2 separate regions of the Columba livia genome follow, and region 1 is linked to region 2. A link is a contact called in public Hi-C data. All regions are on one chromosome and are shown on one strand. Each heading gives the region's core, a stretch centred on a gene start, on an enhancer-like site or on the middle of the called end of the contact. The rest is flanking DNA. Distances are from core to core; before and after follow the strand shown.

Region 1 (4,845 bases), core at 2,332-4,831, 90 kb after region 2:
ACTCAGAAGAGGATCTATGTTTTTGAACAAATCACCTGCTGTTTTTAGCCCAGACACCATGGCATAAAAGTCCACTAACCGAAATAACAGATAAAACACACATGTGGAAACCAAGACAACCAAGAACTGATAGACTTCAAATGACAGAAATAACCCCAACAGATCAATACCAGACCAGGCAACCCAGAAAAACCTGCAGTCTCAAATAGTCTTCTGTTGCATTAAGAGCAGAAGCTACTTCAGTTTCAGAAGTGATAGAGTCATTCACATGCCAGATATAAAATATGAACACCAGACACTTGGCATTGTACAGCTACCTGACAAAGGCATTAAGTTGGTTGGACTCACTTGAATCACAGTCTTTTTATATTTTCAAAACACCAAGTTCCGTGCAAGTATTGAGGCTGCCATGGCAACATGGTACATTTGTTCATGAGTGTCATTTTCCATCACAATTGTTGGTTTTTTTTTTTCAGAACTTTGCCTGACTTCAAAACTTCGGTTGCTGAGGCAACATGTCCCTTTAAAGGGAAGCGATTGGCTGTGCCCATCTGTGCCAAGGCAAGGGCTCTTCTTTGAAGACTGACATGCTATGGCAAGGGGGGAGGTGTTAGGGAGGCTAAAAAGATAGCCGGGGAAGCAGGGGGAGAGGAAGGAACTGTGCCGAGAAGAGGCTGTGGAGGGGCAACACACGCCTTCTCCTGAGGCAGGTGGGACCGGCTCTGAGTGGGAGGCTCCAGGCTTAGCACCGGTGAGCTAATGTGCCACATCACATCACTAGGGATATTAAAAGTTGTCTCAGGAAAAAAAAAAATAAAAAAATAAAGCTTTGTATTCAATGCATCCTGTGAGGTTCTCGTAGAGGTGCGTGGGTCCTCACAAGACCTCTACAGGAAAGGAATTTGTCACTGGGCTTGTTTGATACAAGAAGTAACCAAAGCAGAGAGAGCTTGAATGAACTACCAAAGGTCACACAGTAAATTAGTGGCTGATATGGGAATAATTCCCCGGAGGTGTTGTGTTTCATTCGTAAGATCATCATTCCTCTGATATTTAACTTAGGCTTAAACAGAAACCCATTTACTTTGTGCAGAGAAGCACTGCAATAACTTTTTCTCTCAGTAACATATTACAGTCCTCACCTCTGTTATTTGTCAATGTATTTTGGCTGAAATGCCCTGAAGCAGGCACTCCTTTCCTTCCAGACACTGAGGTCCGGATCAACGTTCTTCCTGAAATCCTGCTGCAATAAACATGTTAGCCACCAACAATCATAACGGCTCTGAGCAGCTCTTTAACTGGGGTCATTCCTCCCTCCCTCTTGACTGGAAACACGGAAGGGGACACAGCACCACTTGGTTGCCTGTGGGCTCCAGCCAACTCAAAACCACAGCGAGCGGCTTTGGGAGGAGGACCCAGCAGGGTGGCTGAGTGAATGTTGAGCAGAAGCTGGTGGCTCTGAGGAAATGCACAATATGAGGCCATGTACACACCACAGGAATGGGCACAGGGCTAGGAGCACACAGGGCAGGATGAGAACAGGCAAGGGATGGAGAGGACAATACCATGGAGGTGAGCATGGCTCACCGCTGCTGCTAATGCAGGGACTGAGAGTGAAACCTGGGAAATCAGTACTGGGAAGACTATCCTGCCACAAATCAGCATGAGAGTGAAAATTAGCCTTCATTTCATTAAAGTCACTGAGGAAACATAATTGAAGCAACAGCAAATATAGATCAGCCAGGCAAAACGCTTCAGAGAGGATTTATTCACCATGTCACTGGCCTCTCGTGGAGCAGAGGTGATCCACACAGGGGGCTGTGATTCAGCCCATGAGGAGAGGAAGGCTTGAGATGGAAGAAAGGTGGGAAAACAAGAGCTAACAACAGAAGGAGGGGGATATTACAGAGGTGAAAAGTCAGGGCTCACATTTCTCTGCCTCTTAAAGACCAGGGGAGAGTTCAGGAGGATTAAAAATGCTGTGGATGTGTGGCATCTATAGGATGAAGGAAATCCCCATGAGCAGAGCCTGGGATTAAAGAAGCTGTATTTCATTCGTCCTTCTTTGCTGTTAAGTCTTGTGCACCTTGGGCTAAGACATGCTGTTTTCCTGTGCTCCAACTCTGTTCTCTGTAGGAGGGATGACCAGGTTTGTCTGCCACCAAAGGGTTTGAAATGATCGATGTGTTACTGATTGCAAGGTGCCAAGTCACTGCTGGGACTAGGAACCAGTTTAGGGCTGAGGAGTGAGGTTGCACAGGCATGTTTTACACAACATCTCCCCTCCTGCCGCTCAGCAGCCCTGTTAGCTTTGTATTTCCCTTGTCTCCACCAGCACCCATTGATATTATAACATACACTGTCCAGGTAGGCTTCAACTGCACAAATAGCCCTTTGCTTTGCTGTCACCTTCACTTGAGGAAGCCCACAAAAGTGGCCAGAAAAATCAGAGAAGCTAGCTCATTTAGAGCAATTTGAGCTCTAAATTCGGGGCTGTACACATTTCACCTACCCCTTACTGCTCACTGAGGGATGCAGAACAGAGCCACTTACATGCTTTCTTATGTAATAAGCAGGTGGTTTACATGCTTAAAACAAATTACCACTTCAACAGGGGTTCTCCAAAGCCCTCAGCTATTGCGATGCCTGTAAGCCAGCATCTTTCACAGCCTGGAGATGTGCACAGTAGGTGCTGCTGAAAAGCAAAGCCAATAAGCAGATACAGGGTTGGTATCAGCTATTGCTTGACCAGAGGGCACGGCTGATTCATTAGGCTAGCTCCACATCTCCACTTTGCAGCCCGTGTTTCATCATCCCAGTTCCAGACTGATGGTGACTCTGATGCCCGTGTACAGGTCACTGGAGATTAGGCTTTGATTTCTTTCCATTTCAGCAATTTGTAGCTGACTGCATAAGCAGAGACAGACACAAACCCACTGCCTGGATCACCACCTGCCTGTTCCAAATCTGGGTCACTGTGGCATTTAAAAGCACGAACAGCCGATACAGCCCTGCCAGGCAGAAGCAAAGAAGGAAACCAAACATGAGAAGTGCTCTTGATATCAAAAGAGAAAAATACAGACACAGGAGGCAACTGGATTTGTCTTTCTCCTGCATTTAATTGTCTTTGATAGTTCCTTCCCAAGGGCGTTAAATTTCAACTGCCTCTTCTGTGTTGACGGAGGAGTCTAAAAATGGCCTATGGTGATTGCACGTCTGGCAGGGAACCCCTCAGGGGCTGCATCCTCTGCATCTTGGAACACTTTCTTCTGTCCAAATGATCACAAAAGCAGCCCAAGGAGTGGCTCCCATGTTGAAAACACTTCTCTGGTGATTTCCAAGGATTGCCCATGTCCCCAGACTTCTCTTGCCTGGGCACTGACTACAGGGAGTTTCCCTCACTGGTCCTGTATGTCTCAGAGCTTTGGCAATGCCACTTGGCGTCTAGCAGCGTTTGCTGAGGTTATGAGACTGCAAGGCAGTGCACTGTCTCCGCTCTCCCATGGGTGATGCAAAACATCTCTGGGGCACAGATGAACCAGGTGGAAAAGCTGAAGGAGGCCCTATAGCTCCTAGTATATTCCAGCACATGGCAGAGTTTGAAGAAGCCCTCAGGTCCTCTTTCCTGCCTGATGATTCTAGTGTGGGGGAAGTGAGTTCTCTCCCATGCTCAAGCATCTGAGAATTGCCTGGGAGTCTCTGACTCCCAAGGGCAGCTGCTGGATGGCTCAGCAAACAAACGAGCAACTGCAAACTCTATCTGGACATCAGCCATATTAACCATGAGTGCTGCTCTCCCCTGTGGATACAACAGCTGCCCATTGGAATAAACAGGAAACCATTTTATCCTCTGAGGAGCAAGAAAGGTGAAGGGGTCACAACTGTAAATTGTGTGTCTCTGGGTTTGGGGCATGCAGCATGAGCCACAAACAAATAGGTCTTCTGTTTTTTCTCATAGAGCAGGGACTCAGATGCTAGGCTTCTCCTTCTGAGCTGGTTCTCTGACCTAACGTTACCCTTTTCTTCAGTACAAGAGACAAAACAGCAGAAGTCCTAGTTTCTCCCCTGAGGTTTTGGAAAACAGTCATATAGCATGGCATGGGGAGGCACTGCGGCAATAAGCCTGCCAGGTCACGTGAAATACAGACGTGGATCTATCTTGCCTGATTCTTCATGACCACACTTGTCTGTTTTGTGTAGTCCTGGCTATGAATACGTGTGCTTCTGTGCTTTGCCTTCCTACTAGTTGTTAGTGTCTGTTGGGGAAAACTTTGAGCCCCTTCGGGATCGACATTTCATGGCTATTTTAGAGTCCTTACTTTTCCAGCCTCTTGGAAAGCAAATCAATTTTACATCAGTGAGAATTTGCTTTTGCCCATGGAGTGCTTTGATTGCTGGGCTCCTTGGCCAGACCTCTAGGGCTTGTGTCATGCAGGAGGTCAGGTGAGCTGTGCCAAAAGGGGCATTCTGGCCTCAACAACTCAAGCTTCTGTTCAACTCAAGACTGGGGAAGCTTCATCCTTTCCACCTGATGTGTCTATTACTGTAAGTTACACCTGCTTGTTAATAGGATACAGTAAAGTGATGTTGGTGCAGCGTGCCAGTAGTGATGTTACTGTGGAAACCAGGATATCTTAATTGCCTGGCTCAGGAGAAGCCAGGTAAATCAGACATTGTAGTTCCCCCATTGCAGCAACTGTGATGCCGAAAGATCTGGACTGAGCATCAGGTACACAAGGCTCTGCCACTGACCGGTCTGTGAGCACCATGTGGTACTGGGAAAGCTGTTCCCCTCTTTATGTCCTTTGGTTCTCCCCAACCCAGGCCCTCACCCTTCACTTGCTG
Region 2 (5,164 bases), core at 869-3,368:
GTTGAGGTACGGTCTGATGCACAATAAAGCTCTTAGTATTTCTTTAGGATATTTTTTAAGCTCTAGGGAGAAGACTTTATGATTTCGTTTTATTACTATTTCACTTGTAAAAAAAGCAACATGGAATCCCGTACTCTTTTTAAGCCTACTGACCATTTAACATTAATGTCCATGCTAGGACTGTTGGCTTCATCACCTTGGGGAAAGCTACAGAGAGCAGAGAGTCTAACAACTTCAAATGAAGTTATTATGGCAACTGAGTAGTTCCAGTTTGGGGAATATGACAGAGCTCGGTGCATAAGCAGCAGCCTCTCATGTACCAGGAGCACATTTCTGTCGTGTCTGAAACGCATGTAAAATAGTAAGGTCAGTATTCAGGATCCTACCCAAGGCTGAGCCTGGGATGGTACAAATGCTTGTTTACTGCTATAAGTACTTGGGGAGCGAGGCTGCAGATATGTGCTCTCTCCCGTCTCAGCCTTGTGCTGTGGAGAACAGCACAAGGAATTATTCAGAGGGGTTCCAAGCTCTCTTCCACCAGTTCAGCTTGGTTTGGGTACTTGCTAGTGCCCTGGTATATGCATGGGTAAATCAAGATGAAATCTTGCCCTTGAGGTATTTAGGATGTGAATTGTTGGATGTAACACAAACTGGTGCACAGAGGAGAGAAAAGGAGAGGATTTCAGAGTCATGGATTGACAGGCAGAGGCTTGCAATCTTTAACTGCTGAAATTCCCTTACCTCTAGGCTTGGATACCAGTTGACACCTCCATTTGACTTTTTCCACCCTTCTTACCCAAACTATTCCCTTTAAACCTGTGTGTTTCTGAGGGATGTGGGGTTCTGTGCCTTACCTTCCTCACTGCCTGATCACCCTTGTACGTGGACACTTCTTTCCCCTTGCAAGGCCAGGACAGGGGAACTGCTCCCGCTTTGCAGAGAGTGGATGGATGTGTGCAGAGGCAGCGATGCACCTCAGGTCCTTCAGCACTGTGACAGGGACCGTGGGGTTGCACGCTCTTCTCCTGAGCCCCAAGGCAGTTGTCTTCAGCTCTTGGCTGACGTTTCTTGTCTGCCAAGGCCTGTGGTGTGTGCCTCTTTGGAAACATCCAGAGGTAAGTGCATGCTTCGGGACAGCGGCACTAGCTGGGTTTGTTATCAGGCTGTGTTCTGACTGCAATCTCCTGGAAGGGACTAATCACCCCACTGGTGTGCCAGGCCATTATCAGCCCTGACAGGGATGGAGAAGAAAGGCTGGGAGGTGTCCCAAAGCACATCCACGTTATTTGTCAGCCCAGTGACTTTTCCTCCCAACACTGACATTCGTCCTGACAGAAGTAGCCAGATACCTTAACCCATGGCTGGGTGCAAGTTGAGTGAAACCTTGCTGTGTCCTTGTGTCTCTGGCCTACTGCAAATTACTCTTCTGGCGCAGCTGTATGTCCGTTGGCTCCGATGTCCAGGCTCAGACAGTGGCTAGTCCTGGGCATTCCCGGGAGAGGCAAGAAGGACCCTGGCAGGCAGGTGCAGGGTAACTGGCTCCCATGTAGCTTTTATTCCCTTCCTCCCTCCTGCAGAGGCTGGGGAGATGACTGGGCTGCTTTGAATACAGCTAGCTCTTATGAACATGTCTCTTCTAACACTGTGCTCTTCTCTATTAGTAACTGGTGCATGTTACCCCACGGGCAAAGGAGGGTGAGATGATCAGCATGGGAAAGGGATGGAGCTGATGCTACTGTCTGTGCTGGCCTTTTCTCCTGCCTGTCCTTGGCATGCCAGGGGAGAGGGAGGTGGGGTGGCCTTGCAGATGACAGTACTCTTCAGGAATCTCCTGCCATACAGCTTGACACTGTCTCTGGGTCCTTGGGAAGCCAGGACAGGCTCCTGGCACCGTGTTTCGGCAGTGCCCTTTCTGTCTGGAGCGGGACATGTGCCAGTCCAATACGAAAAGCAGAAACGATGCCTTCAGTGGCACCCACAATAGCACCTGACCCAAAATAGCTTCCTAGAAAAAAAATAGGAAGGCTGATTAGGTTAAACCAGCCTGAAAGAAAGCAAGATGTCCAGCTGACGATTAACAGGTGTAAGTCTGTGAGCAGGGGCTATAAATTGCACGGGGGAGCTCGCCAGACACCCTTTGGGGAAGACAAACGGCTGCAGGGAGCACTCAGGACCTGCCTTCAGTGAACCATGGGGCTCAGTGACCAGGAATGGCAGAAGGTCCTGGCCATCTGGGGGAAGGTGGAGTCCGACCTCCCTGGCCATGGACATGAAGTTTTAATGAGGTAGGCAAGAAGCTTCCATTCTAAGAGTAAAGCTTTTGATTAGAGACCAAGGAAGGTGTATATTTGGTATGGGGGCTTGTGTCTGTCAGTGTTTACTTCAACAGGCTGTTTTCTTTGTTGGAGAGTGGTGGTTTTTCCATTGCTATGGTTTCTGGGTTAAAAATTACTCACCATGTAAAGCAGTTGTTCTTCTGTCTCTCCATCTATGGGTGCAGGAGCAAGCCAGTGCTGCTAAAAGATGGTGGGGCTTTGTCACTCCCTCTGCTTCTGCTGGCAAAGCTCTGCTTTAGATCCTCATTGACCAAGCACTGCAGCAATAAATGTTGAGCAAATAGTGTGTCCTGGGCTTTTAGATGCTCTGCAGCAAGAATGTGGGAAGGCAGGGAAGGAGAGGAGAGGAAATTCAACTCTACGACAATTTTCTTGGAATCTATGATTTCGGTAAAATTAATTGTGAAGTACCTGAATATTTCTCTCTCCCCACCTTAGCCCCACCTGGCAGAGCCTTGCCTATCCTGCCTTTTGGCCAGAAATCTGGTGGTGACACTTGCCTACTTCCTGATGACGGATTAGAGGTCTGGGTGTGAAACAAGGTGCTTTCTTCCCCCTGCATGCTTCCTCCTCCATGATTCTGGTGTCAGAGTGAAGTTCTCACAAGGTCTCCATCTGAGACGACCCCCAACCCCATACTGTCCTTGTGGTCCTGGCCCCCTAAGAGGGGAACACCTCAGGCGCCAGCAGCAAGTCACAGAACTGCAGTCTGGAAGGGATCTCAGAGCTGCAGAGTGGGAAACAACATTGGTGGGCTTTGGATTCTAGCTTGTCCTTAAAGAGCAGCAGGGCTGGAGACTTTGAGGAAACCCTTCAGATCTCCCCCTCACTCAGCCTGTGCTCAGTACAATGTGCGGGAAGGGTACCGACACTGAGGAGAGCAGTGGGGTTGTGGCACTTGCTCTGGAGGTGGTTCCTATCTTAAGCATGGTTAAAGGAAGGAACTCACACCACTGGGCAAATGCACTGTCCAAAGCTTTTATGAAGATGTGCCAAAGCAGAGAGCTGTTTTATTTACTTTCTTTATCATGGCCCAATTCATCCACCATTTGAAGAGGAGAGAGGGATGGGGCAGCTGAGTGGCAACGTGTTGGCTTTTCCCCTATGTAGTCCAGAGCAGGCATGCTGAAAGGGTAGCAGGCACCCCAGTCCATCTGTGTGAGGTGGCTACTTTGGCTCTGGACATGCCACAAGACACTGAAAGCAGTTTCCAACTGAAAAGGCAATACCTTTTTTCTTTCAGGTATTGCAGGGCAAAGCATGGCATTAAATAAATAGATGACACTCCTCTCCCCTGTGACTTTGTGCTTCCCAGCCAATCCAGGTCATTTCTTGTTTCTTTAAGGACCTTCTGAGGGAGGAGAGAGGCAGGGAAAGCCCAGCAGCTTGTAGCTTAGAAAAGTGTCCTCATGTGCAGTTAAAGACTTCTTAGGTAGATGTCATATCCTGGGAATATGTTTAGAAAATCCTGATCCAACTGGATATCTTCCAAAGGAAACAAAAAAGTACTCATCGGAAGAATTTTTAAGAGTCTCCGGAGTATATAGTCTTTGGCAGACATGATTCAGCCATAGCTAGACGTGATAGAGATTTTTAGAAATAACTCCATCCCATTTCAGAGTACAAGGTTTTTTCGTCTCTCTGGATAGGGCACAACCTGTGTCGTAGAAAGACAGAGGAAAAAAGAAAAGACTGATAGTGGTGTGCTCAGCACCTGGTAGAGTGCAAAAATTCTTTGAAAACCTTTGAAATGAAACACCAGAAAAGACTGGCCACTCATTTAGAGAATGTTTTTGCTGCAGAGCAGCTTTGACTTTTCCATGTGCTTGAGGTATTTGTAAGTGTAATTTAACCTATACTAACACCATATAGTGGAAAGCCCAGCCCTCATGGCAACATACTTAGGAGGAACGTCCAGTTCTAGATGGGACACAACTCCCAGGTAGTCCCAGCACCAGCACCCTCCCAGTGGCAGGGCAAATGTGTGACCACTACCATGAGAGGGAGGCTGGTTTCATGGCTGAGGTCCTGGGCTGGAGCTCCAGATGCTGCTGCAGGTAATTTGGGTGAGCCATTTCAGGGTGTGAGCTGTAGCACCCTGGCTGTTAAGACAAACATTGGTTTTGCTGGTGCTTCAACTAGTTGGATTGTGCCAATCAAAGGGTACAATACTTGAAAATTATCTTGTGCAAGGGACCTGATGTCTCTCAACACCTTATTATTACACTGCTCCTAATAATCGGGACAGGCAGTGTCCCCTTTTGACCCTGACTATAGGACCCCAGCATGGAAAAGAGTGAATTTTCCTACAAGTTTGGTTGCCAGTGGTGTCTGTATCCTGTCTCCTAGGAAATGCACCAGGGAGGAAGTGGGGAGAACAACACTAGCTTGGCTTTTAGCCACCCATCCATCTTCTTGATTTAATTTCCATTTTGGGATCAGGGTGCCTCTGCATAGCACTGCATGGCACGGCACCAGCATGCCTGAAGGCTATGTGCTCTTGTTACCCACTTGCTCCCAAGGACTCTCAGAGGTGCTGTGGTTCCTGATGGAGGAACCACACTGGACTGAGCTGGGGGGTGTCAGAGAAGGGCAGGAACAAAATTCCTCTGTGGCTGCGTTCATAGGGTGGGGGCACAGTAGGCTGTCCCATCAAGCTCTTGTTCAACAACACCTGAGCCCCAGATGTGAGGGACCTGAGGCTGGGGGCTGCTCCCCTCTTTCTGTGTGTGTGTGAGAAGCCTCTAAAACCCTCCTTTCCTGGTCAATTTAGAGATGGGATCAGAAAAGGGTTCTGATAAGAGCCAGGGGTCTACATGTTGGCTTCT

What was found. Hi-C and Micro-C count contacts between places; a contact is called where the count stands out from the background.
Region 1: a contact with region 2 is called in a Hi-C map of crop, with 2.7 times the contacts expected there. The contact joins the enhancer-like site here to the promoter of MB in region 2. A contact is called at or near these places in 2 of 2 Hi-C or Micro-C datasets (crop and liver).

Annotation. Positions count from the first base shown.
Region 1 is chr1:174,312,935-174,317,779 of bColLiv1.pat.W.v2, forward strand. No RefSeq gene overlaps it. Among named protein-coding and RNA genes, the nearest start is that of SLC35E3, 25 kb to the right of the region's middle. Within about 2 kb of position 3,582, at least 1 of the 3 cell types and tissues checked has an H3K27ac peak away from gene starts, as active enhancers do.
Region 2 is chr1:174,224,284-174,229,447 of bColLiv1.pat.W.v2, forward strand. It overlaps MB (myoglobin), which reads left to right and starts at 2,119. Exons shown (of 3, transcript XM_005511255.4): 1 at 2,119-2,285. The coding sequence starts at 2,191.